2 separate regions of the Mus musculus genome follow, and region 2 is linked to region 1. Evidence: chromatin contacts called from public HiChIP or PLAC-seq data. All regions are on one chromosome and are shown on one strand. The core of a region is the stretch at or near the end of the contact, and the rest is flanking DNA. Distances in the headings are between cores, read along the strand shown. Region 1 overlaps Plekha7 (pleckstrin homology domain containing, family A member 7). Region 2 holds the start of Plekha7 (pleckstrin homology domain containing, family A member 7).

Evidence for each region. HiChIP or PLAC-seq counts read pairs in DNA pulled down with a chosen protein or histone mark.
Region 2: a contact with region 1 is called in an H3K27ac HiChIP or PLAC-seq map of embryonic stem cells, with 66 read pairs. The contact joins the promoter of Plekha7 here to the enhancer-like site in region 1. A contact is called at or near these places in 9 of 39 promoter capture datasets (the 3T3-L1 cell line, the HPC-7 cell line, HPC-7-derived erythroid cells and 5 more), 80 of 484 Hi-C or Micro-C datasets (the AML12 cell line, B cells, the C10 cell line and 38 more), 31 of 115 datasets of contacts at active chromatin or transcription factors (the HPC-7 cell line, astrocytes, craniofacial prominence and 16 more) and 4 of 9 other capture datasets (adipose tissue, embryonic stem cells, liver and 1 more).

What each region holds. Positions count from the first base shown.
Region 1 is chr7:116,261,323-116,266,305 of GRCm38.p6, forward strand. All of the region lies in intron 3 of Plekha7 (pleckstrin homology domain containing, family A member 7), which reads right to left. Among named protein-coding and RNA genes, the nearest start is that of Gm44867, 28 kb to the right of the region's middle. Within about 2 kb of position 2,324, at least 36 of the 459 cell types and tissues checked have an H3K27ac peak or open chromatin away from gene starts, as enhancers often do. A contact at or near this core is called in the G1E-ER4 cell line, embryonic stem cells, epiblast stem cells and 7 more, where this site is marked.
Region 2 is chr7:116,305,907-116,310,889 of GRCm38.p6, forward strand. Plekha7 (pleckstrin homology domain containing, family A member 7) reads right to left here and starts at 2,470. Exons shown (of 27, transcript NM_001305185.1): 1 at 2,345-2,470; 2 at 2,166-2,242; 3 at 2,019-2,076. The coding sequence starts at 2,427.

The DNA.
Region 1 (4,983 bases), core at 1,074-3,573:
TGCTCCCAAAAGACCAGAAGTGAGCTATAGGGCTTCCTTTGTGCAAAGCAGGCATTATCACCTTCCTGCTTCCAGGCAGTATTAGTCATACTTGCTAAGGTAAGGGAAAGCTTTGACAAAAGAGATAAGAGTTTCCATATTACAGTAAGGAGCCAAAGGTTAGAGCTGCAGTGGGGGGAGCAGCGTAGAGCAGGGAGAGAAGGGGGGGGGTGCACCAAGAATGAGAGACAGAGAGATGGAGGGAGAGACAGAGAGAGAGACAGAGAGAGAGAGAGAGAGATTGCACGCAAATGCACAAGAGCCTGCAACCATCATTTTCAAACCAAACTGCATAGGGGGTATATAAACTGAGATACAAGAATATATTTCAGCACAACATGTTAAGCACAATATACCTTACAAGCATCCATGCACACACACACAATTAAAACAGAGCTGAAAACCAAAGCCGTTATAAATGCACTATCTATTCTTGAAGAGGAGCCAGCTTTTATTCCCAGCACCCACATGGTGGCTCATACCCGTCTTGTAACTCCAGTTACAGGATTTCAATACCCTCTCTGGCATCCCAGGGTACCAGGCATTTAAGTGGTACAATGACACATACCCAAGCAAAACACACATAAACATAAAATAGATGGCTTTTAACTTTTTAATTAAAAAAAAAGACTATATTACATGAATTTCAAAAAATTGGCAGGGGGTAGGGATGGGGGTGGGGACCACAATGTCTCTCCATGTCCTGGAACTTGATAAGTAGACCAGGCTGGTCTTGAACTCACAAAGATCCACCTGTCTATACTGGGATTAAAGGCACCATCACGCCTGATGACTTTGAAAATATGTTAATCATGTGGCTGTTGGGGAGGATGGGGGGCTCAGGTTAGTGTAGTACCCACAAAGGCCAGAAGAAGGTGTCAGATCCCCAGGAGCTAGGACTACAGGCAGCAGTGAGCTGACTTCCGCAATGCCACTTCTGATTACTTTCCACTCTCTCTCCACACAGTGGGAGCTGATGGAATTATAAATAAACATGACTAGTGGAAGAGAATCCGAATCCCATCGTGTTTGTGCCAGATTATCTCAGGAATTTGCAGAAAACATGTTTGTAAATGTTTAATGAAATCTCACAGCCAAGCAATGTGCCTGCATGCCTGAATTGCCTTCTTCTGGGCCTAGCATCCTCCCTGGGTGAGTTCTGAGGGAGATGTCAGCCCAGGAGTAAACCAAATTTGAAAAACTGAAACAACCCATCAAGGCCAAAAGTAATCACATCAGGTCTGAATGCCCAGGCCAGTAACAGACCAAGGTAATGAACCTGAATTGACTCTGAGAAACTACAGAAGTACTGAGACCATCTTGATTAGAAAGGCTCCTGCAACAAAAGGCCCACTCAACTGAAATCTAATCTGTGTCAATTAACGCCCCCAGAATGAAAAACTCCTTTATCAGCCTGCAGTTCCTGGCTCAAGCTCTCTCCTTTTTTGGAAGGTGGGGATGGCCAGGTGCAGTGGGGTGGAGCCTGACACTCTGGCCAAACACAGGGAAGGAGCAGGCTGATTCTGGTGGGTTCTTGGAGCTCCGATCTGCACTCCCCAGGACTCTGGGAGCTCAGAGTACTAATACTGACCAGGCCCCATCACTGTTCCTCAGAGTAGAGTCCATATCCACTCTCCTGCCCTCCTGTCCTCTTGGCTTCCTCCACACTGAAACACATTTTGGCCCCTCCACTCGAGATCTGAAACTTGTTCCCTTCTGACCAGAACACACAGCCCTTGCTCACCTGTAGCCAGCTCACAGCCTCGAGTTCCACCAGCCCTAAAGAAACCTGCTACTGTTTCCACGCATCAGGTACCAATGCAAGAAGCATAGGCACCCAGGAAACACAAGGAAACCAAGGCGCTAGATACAAGTGCCGTAGTCCTTACTTCCTGAGCTCTGAGTGCCTGGCACCATGGGCGTGAAGGTGAAGGCCAGCTAGGCCCTCAAGGTGAGTGAGGGGCTAGAGTGCGGGAGGCATGCACGCCAAAGGAAAAGAAATGGGTGTTACACACGGTCAGAAGGTGAGGGAAGAATATCCAGGGGGATTCTGGGAAAGCCGCTCAGTCACATGAAAGCTAACTGGTGTGAGGTCGTATCTATCATCAGCAGAGGCAGCTGCTACCCACAAATTCAGGAGAGCAGGGTGCAAAGGAAAGAGAACACACAGCCTGAGGGGATTCTCCACCCGCAGGGGGCTGCTCAGCCACAGGAGAGGCACTTAAATAATGTCAACATCAATAGGCTGTGTAGCAGCTACACCCAGAGCAGAGGCTTCCCCAAGCCTGGAGGCAACTTAATCCCCAGCACCCAGCTGGGGACACTGAGGCCTGCAGGGCCTGGACAGGCAGTAAGTAACTTGCCAGTTCCCTGAACCCAAACTTGTTTTTAAACTTCAACTTCCTTTCACTACTCCAGCCCTTGTGGCCCTGACCAGACCTCCAGAGGACAGACCCAGCCAGTAGCTGCCCCTCCAACCCTCCAGACAGGCCACTGTCCCTGAACCCTCGGGGCCCTGGGTCTTCATTGTCAGAGCTGTCCCTTCTCATTTTCTGGGTACAGCTTCCCCCTTCCCCAAACACAAAGCACTCAGGTTATAAGAAAATGGAGTCATTCAGAAAACCTTCCTCACGGAGGTCCCCAAACCACCCCAATTCCCAAATCATTTCTCCACCACTCACTAGGACTACCGAAGTTCCAGATAAAAGGACAGGATCCCCGAAGCTTGGCTGGAAAGGTTGTGAAAGGCACCGCAGCTTCTCAAGGTGGTCCGGGCACTGAGAGGGGCTCATCAGAGTCTCCTGGCGCCTTGCAGGGCAAAGGCAGTGAGTGAGCCTCAGCTTGCCCCAGGCAGCCAGAGCTCCAGAGAGTTTACAGTTACGGCTGCAGGCAACCGGAGAACGGAGAACAGAGAAGTGGCCCAGAAAAGGAACACCCCCCCCCAGCCCCGCACCCACCTTTGGCCACACCCGAAAGGGACATCTGCAGCTGTTATTCTCCCTGGTGCAGCATTTACTCTAGGTGTCAGAGCCATTTCAGCCTTGGTCCTCAGACCCTCTGTGGCATCTGCACACAAGGAGAGGAAGCACAGCCAGGAGTTAAAAAGACCAAGGACTCCCTGCTGCACCCTCCTGGGCCAGGGTGGCAAGACCTCAGTCAGCTCTGACATCCAAATAAGATTCTGCCATTAACTAGCTACTTAACTCCGGCAGTTTAAGTCACCTCTCAAAGTCTCAGTCCGCCCCCCATCCCCTCCCCAGCCCTCCCTCACCTCCCAAGTGTTGGGAACAGTACCGTCCACCTCACTGCCGTGGTGTCACAGGAGGGGACCAGCACAGAGGGACTGCTGTGGGTAGGTGCTCATGAGTATGTCCTTGGTTGGCCAAAGTCACCAGGCTGAAAGCATGTACCACCAGCCTGGCCCCATCCCCACTGCACAGGGAGTAAAGGGGCAAATACATCAACTTGTCTCCTTTCCCAAACAAGAGCGTTGGCACTGAAACACCCACATCCACACACACACACACACACACACACACACACACACACACACACACACACAGTCTTTCTCCACCTAAGAGGCACAGGCCTGGAAACAATACTGGGCCTGCACCCTTTTGCAGGGTGTGACTCTGGACAGGAGTGAGCCTCTGCTTTCTTACGCTTACGTGGATGGACGCTACCACAGGGTCCAGCAAAAGGGCTGTTTTGAGGCTGTTTGCCGAAAGGCCCTTGGAGACGGACAGGGAGAGCAGGAAGCGCCTGAGATCTTTCAGCTATGGTTATCACCTCCACACAGCATTCATCTCCCAAAACACCCGGCAAGCCTCTCTCCTTGCGAAAATCAGCTTCAGCCACTGAGTATGGGCCGCCTTGCTCAGGCCTAACGGTTGTGTTTGTGAGGATGTTTCTAGCATTCTAACCTGCCGGGGACCCAGGAGCAATAAAAACCAAACCACAAGACCCAAACTGTGGGCCAGCCACCAGCAAACGGCAGTGCTTGCTCCTCCAGGACAACCAGAGTGAACGTACAGTCTGCGAAGGGGAGGAGGAGCAGGGGAACCACGGTGGCCTGCGAAGTCACCAGAGTCAGCATCCCCATCCCCTCCTGCACCCAGGAGCCAAGGCCTTTTTCCTTCTCCCAGGAGGCGCTGGGCCATCAGCTTCCTCTTGTGCAGCTCAGACTGTAACAGGGGTGGTGGGCACAGAGCTGAGGGCCAAGCACCTGACCAAGCACCACAGTTTGTATCCTAGAGCTCAGCACCTTTTATTTTTAGAGGTTTGTGTTCCAGGTTGGTGAGGAACCTGTAGATACCTCAGACCTTGCTTAACTTAGGACTTTTTCTTTCATTTTTAATGGTGGAGGTAAAAGTTGGGGTTTTTCTAACTCGCCATATATGCTAAACAGCAAGCTTAACTCTGAAACCACCCATATGCCCTACTTCAGGATACCAGAGACAGCAGCCCCTGCTTCTGAACACGACGCCAACACTGGAACATCGCAGAAATGTCACTGACCACAGGGCACTGAGTTACAGCTGTCATCAGCTGACAGAGGAAAGAGGACAAAAAAGGGGACAAATGGTTGCACTTAGTGGCCTAAATCCTGACCGTTTCCCCCTGGGGAGGCAGGAGAGCTATTGGTACAGTCAACCAGAATGTCCAGGGTGTGGCCACAGGTGTCCGATTCTAGCAGCCCTGGTGTCTGGTAGAAAATGTCCACAGAACAGGGACATTGTGGCATCTGATTGGCAGCTGTACCACACTTGAACAAAAGAATGAATGACAGGGCCTTCCGCTCCAGCTCAGACCCCTCTGTGCTCAGCTTCATCAGTTACACGGCGCTCTAAACACTGCTGTGGTTGTTTTGTTGGTGGTGGTTTTGGTTTTTGTTGGGGTTTTTGTTGGGTTTCTTAGACAGGCTCTTACGTAGACTAGCCTGGC
Region 2 (4,983 bases), core at 1,220-3,719, 45 kb after region 1:
ATGTGTTCCTGTGAATGTAAAAGCCAGAAGCCAGCCCAACCTCACATGTTTTTTTCTTAAATACCCACTTATTTTCTGAAGCAGTCTCTTGCTGGGACCTGGGGCTTGCAGCTTAGGCTAGGATGACAGGGTGGCAAGCCCTGGATTCTCCGGTCTCTACCTTCCCAGCGCTAGTATTACACGTGCACATTGTTACTACACCTGGGTTTTTATGAGATGGAATGTGAGTCCTCATGCTGGCATGGCAAGCACTTTATGAACGGAGCATCATCTCCCCAGGCCCCCAGGAGTGTTCTCGTTCTTTCTCTCTCTCTCTCTCTCTCTCTCTCTCTCTCTCTCTCTCTCTCTCTCTCTCTCTCTCTCTGCATCCAGAGCACAGCCTCTATCTGACTCCTGCTCTCCATCTCCGTGCTTCACCCCCCCCCCCACTAACGTCTGCTCTGGACCACAGCCACAGCTTCCTGCTGCTCTCCTACCTCCCTGGCACAGCTCTCCACCCAAACGCCATACTCCCAAAAACTGCCAAACATACCAAGCCACCTTAAAACGTCTGCATTCTCCCTGGTCTCAGGATAGAGCTCAGCAGCTCTTTACCCTGCTCCAGTTTCATCCTTTACCTCCCTTCCTGTGCCTTCCTTTAATGCCATCCTCGCCCTTGGTCACTTCCTCCAAGCCACACAAGACTTTTTGCTCACTGAACTTTTTTTTCCCCCAGAGCTCTACCACTGAGCAAAATCCCCAACCCCTCATTGAACTCGAAGGGTTTTGTTCCTTAAACATTTTTCTGAAATGTTTTGCCCCTACTGGTCACCACAGCAAGGGTCCTTCTTGTCATTCAAATTCCAAATGTCACCTGCTCAGAAAAAAAGTCATCAGGACCTACCAGTCCCATCAGCCATCCAATCACTTCAAGTCACATCCCCTCATGTTAATTTTCCGCACAGCAGTCACCGTTACCTGCTATTATTATTTGTTCACTCTTTGTTCCCTTTCCTCCCGTGGGTTACAAATTGACGAACAGAAATAGTGAGCACCTCCCTTGCATAGAGCACATCCATCAGCAGCCACTATACAAGAGTCCCATGTGACAAAGGAGGCTCGGGGACTTTCTTCACATATTCTGATCCAGATCTAAACATTGTTTCCAAGTTGGTGAAGAAATGAATTCTGAGTCACGGTCGCGCACAGTACACCGAGTGCCAGTCAAACCATGGAGCGCCAGACCTTTGGCTAGTTCATTCATTCCATAAACAAACATTTACAGAGCTCCTACTCTATGCCAGGCACCGACTGACTGGGGCAAACGATCAAAGGCAAGTTCTGACTCCCAGGACCCACAGGAAGCAGAGGGAGGAACGCTGCAACACAGGCACCTTGCCCGACTGGGAAAAGTGAAGACTGTACACTCGTGTCCCCTTACAACTTCGAGATCAGATCCACGCGGACCAACAGACCAAGAATAACTTGGGACAGCGCCCAGAGGCTCAGGCGGCAAAGCTCCCGTTCTACTAGCCCGGGCAGAGCAGATCGTCCGCGTTCCTCGGCGTTCGGCGCCCGCCGAAGACGCGCGGGTAGAGTTCCAGGAATATCATTGGCTGCCTGGGAGCCCCACCCCCATCCCATCCCTGAGAAGCAAGGATGCGGCGGCCCGGGTCGCGCTCCAACTCTCCACGGCGAGCCCAGCCAGCGCGGCTAGAGTAGCGTCGGGGCCCCTCTTCCCCCTCCCCCACGCCCAAGCCCTCAGGCCACACTCCCGACCCACGCGAGCCCTACTCCCCGCCACCCGCCACTGTGCCCAGCGCAGGCCCCCGGGGTAGGCGTGTCCCGGGGGAGCCTTGGAGTTTGCAGGCTCGGCCACCGGCGGGCGGGACCTGGCCAGGCCCCCTGCGGCGCTGCGAACCCCCGTACGCAGCCGTCCCCCCGAGCCCGCCACCGTCAAGCAAACAAACCCCGAGCGCCGAGCCCGCCAAGGCTGCGGGAGAGCAAGGCAGGTGCGGCCGCGGTGCGGATTCACTTACTCGATGAAGAAGCTGGCGCCCTCCTCCGTGAAGCCCTCCTCCCAGCCGCGCGGCAAGTCTGCGGGAAGGCGAGAAAAGTTGGTCAAACTAGCGCAGCCGTGGCGACCCCGCTCCGCACCCTGCATCCCGCACCGACCCAGCGCCCACCTGAGCGGATCATGTGACCCGAGTTGACCGGTTCGCCGGTCCGCGGGTGCAGCCAGGTCGTGCAGCGGAGCTGGTCACTACGGGAGAGGTGCACCTGTTAGCGCCGCCGCCCTCCACGCCCGCCCGCGGCCCCAGCCCCAGCGCACGACCCCGTCCGGGTGTCGCCGCCCCTCACGCACTTGATGAAGAAGACGCGGCCGTCCCGACAGACGCCATAGGACCAGTGCTCAGGTAGGGTGTCCCGCCCGACCGCAGCCGCCATGTTCGCCCAGCGCCTGAGCCCCGGGCCGGGGGAGGGGGGGGGATGGGTTAAGGGGCGGGGTAAGGGGCGGGGCGAGGAGATAGGGGTGCAAGTTGTTGGACAGAGTGAGTGGGAGGGACGAGAAACGGGGAGCTGGAGTAACTAGGAGTTGGAACAAGGAGTTGGGTAGGGATAGGGAGGGGAGGACAAGATCTGAGGAGGGATAGGGAGAAGGGTGCATTGGAAGAAATGAGGGGGAGAGCAGGAAGGAGTGGAGAGGGGCTGAGACAAGAGGGACTTGGACCGACCCTACTGGGTTCCCCTGTGGTGGGTGCAGCGTGGGCTCCCAGCCTTGGTGACTCGCAGTTCGAGGTCACGGCCGGTGCTTCCAAAGTTCACTGGTGGAAGGCCGGCCGGAGCAAGGCACAAGGCCCCGCAGCCTTTGTCCCCGAGACTCGCGGGCGAAGGAACAGTCTAGCCCCCCCCCATCCCCCACCCTTGACACACACACCCTTGCTCCAGGAAAAGCAGGCGACCTGCACACCTCTGCTTCTCCTCCCCCCTACCCCGGAAGTGTGCTTCTTTCTTAGACAAGGAACACCGAACAGGTTTCTGCTGGATTCCGGAGCAACCTCCAAGTCTAATGTAAAATAGGAGAAAAGCTTGCCTGTGATTCCAGGCCTGGGGAAACTGAAACAGAAGGATTGCTGAGAGTTGGAAGACACAGAACTGCTTGACAGAGTTTCAGTGCAGCGCGGGTTACTATGAGACTCTGTCTCAAAAAACAAAAAGGTAGGGGCTGGAGAGATGGCTCAGCAGTTAAGAGCACTGACTGCTCTTCCAGAGGTCCTGGGTTCAAATCCCAGCAACCACATGGTGGCTCACAACCATCTGTAATGGGATCCGATGCCCTCTCCTGGTGTGTCTGAAGAGAGCAACAGTGTACTCACATACATTAAATAAATCTTTAAATTAAAAAAAAAAAAATGCGTGTCGTCCCCCCCCCCCCCCTTCTGAAGCTGTAGAGATCACAGGCAAAAAAGAGAATGCTGGGTCTGGATCTCCCTGCTCTCATTTTGGAAGAGCTGTCAAGCCGAGCTCTTTACCTACTTAGGTCTTGGGGAGCGCTCCTGAACCCCCCAGAGTAAAAGGAAACCCTTAGCTCACTCATTTGCTCCTAATTGACGTTTGTGTGTTTACTCTTTTGCGTCAGTTGGACAAGAGAAGGGGTTTTGGTCTGCCCCAAACTCCAGGACCTGGGCGCCTGAACTATCTGCCTCAGCCTTTAAACTGCAACTCCTCAGCAGCAGAAGAGCAGAAGAATGCAAAACACTCAGACACTCTGTCACATTGCAAGTGGGCGGAGCAGCAGCCGGAAGCTAGGCGCTGGGCAAGGGTCAGGCCAGCCTTGCAGAGACAAAAGCTGCGGGTCTAAGGAGTCTCACAAGAGGGTGCAACTGTCTGCACTGGGCACTGGAATGAGAGATCAGTAGGATGGACCCTGAAGGGGGCACAGCCGGAGCTCTCCCGGTGTTTCTTGACCTGTGGGTCGCGAGCCCTTGGGGTAGCATGTCAGATATCTATTCTGTATATCAGATATTTACCTGCATTATGATTCTCCTTCTCCTTCTCCTTCTCCTTCTCCTTCTCCTTCTCCTTCTCCTTCTCCTTCTCCTTCTCCTTCTCCTTCTCCTTCTCCTTCTCCTTCTCCTTCTCCTTCTTCTTCTTCTTCTTCTTCTCCGTTTTTTTTTTTTTTTTGACACAAGGTTTTTCTGTATATAGCCCTGGCTGTTCTGGAACTCTGTAGACCAGGCAGGCCTTAAACTCAGAAAAACACCTGCCTCTGCCTCTCAAGTGCTGGACTAAAGTGTGCGCCACCACTGCCTGGCTGCATTACGATTCTTAACAGTAGCAATGAAATAATTTTGTCGTTGAGGGTGACCACGACATGACTGCTGTTCCAGAGGATCCTCTGAAGCAGTCAGGAGGGAGAAAGGCGCTGTGGTTGGGGATGCAGAGCCCTCAGCCTCTGACCCAGTTCTTCAAATGAACATAGGGAAATAGCATGTCTTATTAAACACTCATTTGAAAGCAATATATTAAATGGACAAGAATATGAACTCACCACAGTTAATAGAAATGAAACACAAGTGGCTTTTAAGCATATGGGAAGGTAGTTGACCGTCAAGTATACAAATGAAAATTACAGTGGGAGATTCTATTTCGTAGATGTCAGATTACCATGGGCTGGTGAGATGGCTCAGCAGGTAAGAGCACCCGATTGCTCTTCCAAAGGTCCTGAGTTCAAATCCCAGCAACCACATGGTGGCTCACAACCATCCGTAATGAGATCTGACTCCCTCTTCTGGTGTGTCTGAAGACAGGTACAGTGTACTTACATATAATAAATAAATAAATCTTTAAAAAAAAAAAAAGAAAACCATTCTTGTTCATTGTTGCTGGGACTACAAAATGATTCTGCCTTCTTGTGATGGTTTGTATATGCTTGGCCCAGGGAGTGGCACTATTAGGAGGTGTGGCCCTTATTGGAGTAGGTGTATCACTGAGGGCCTGGGC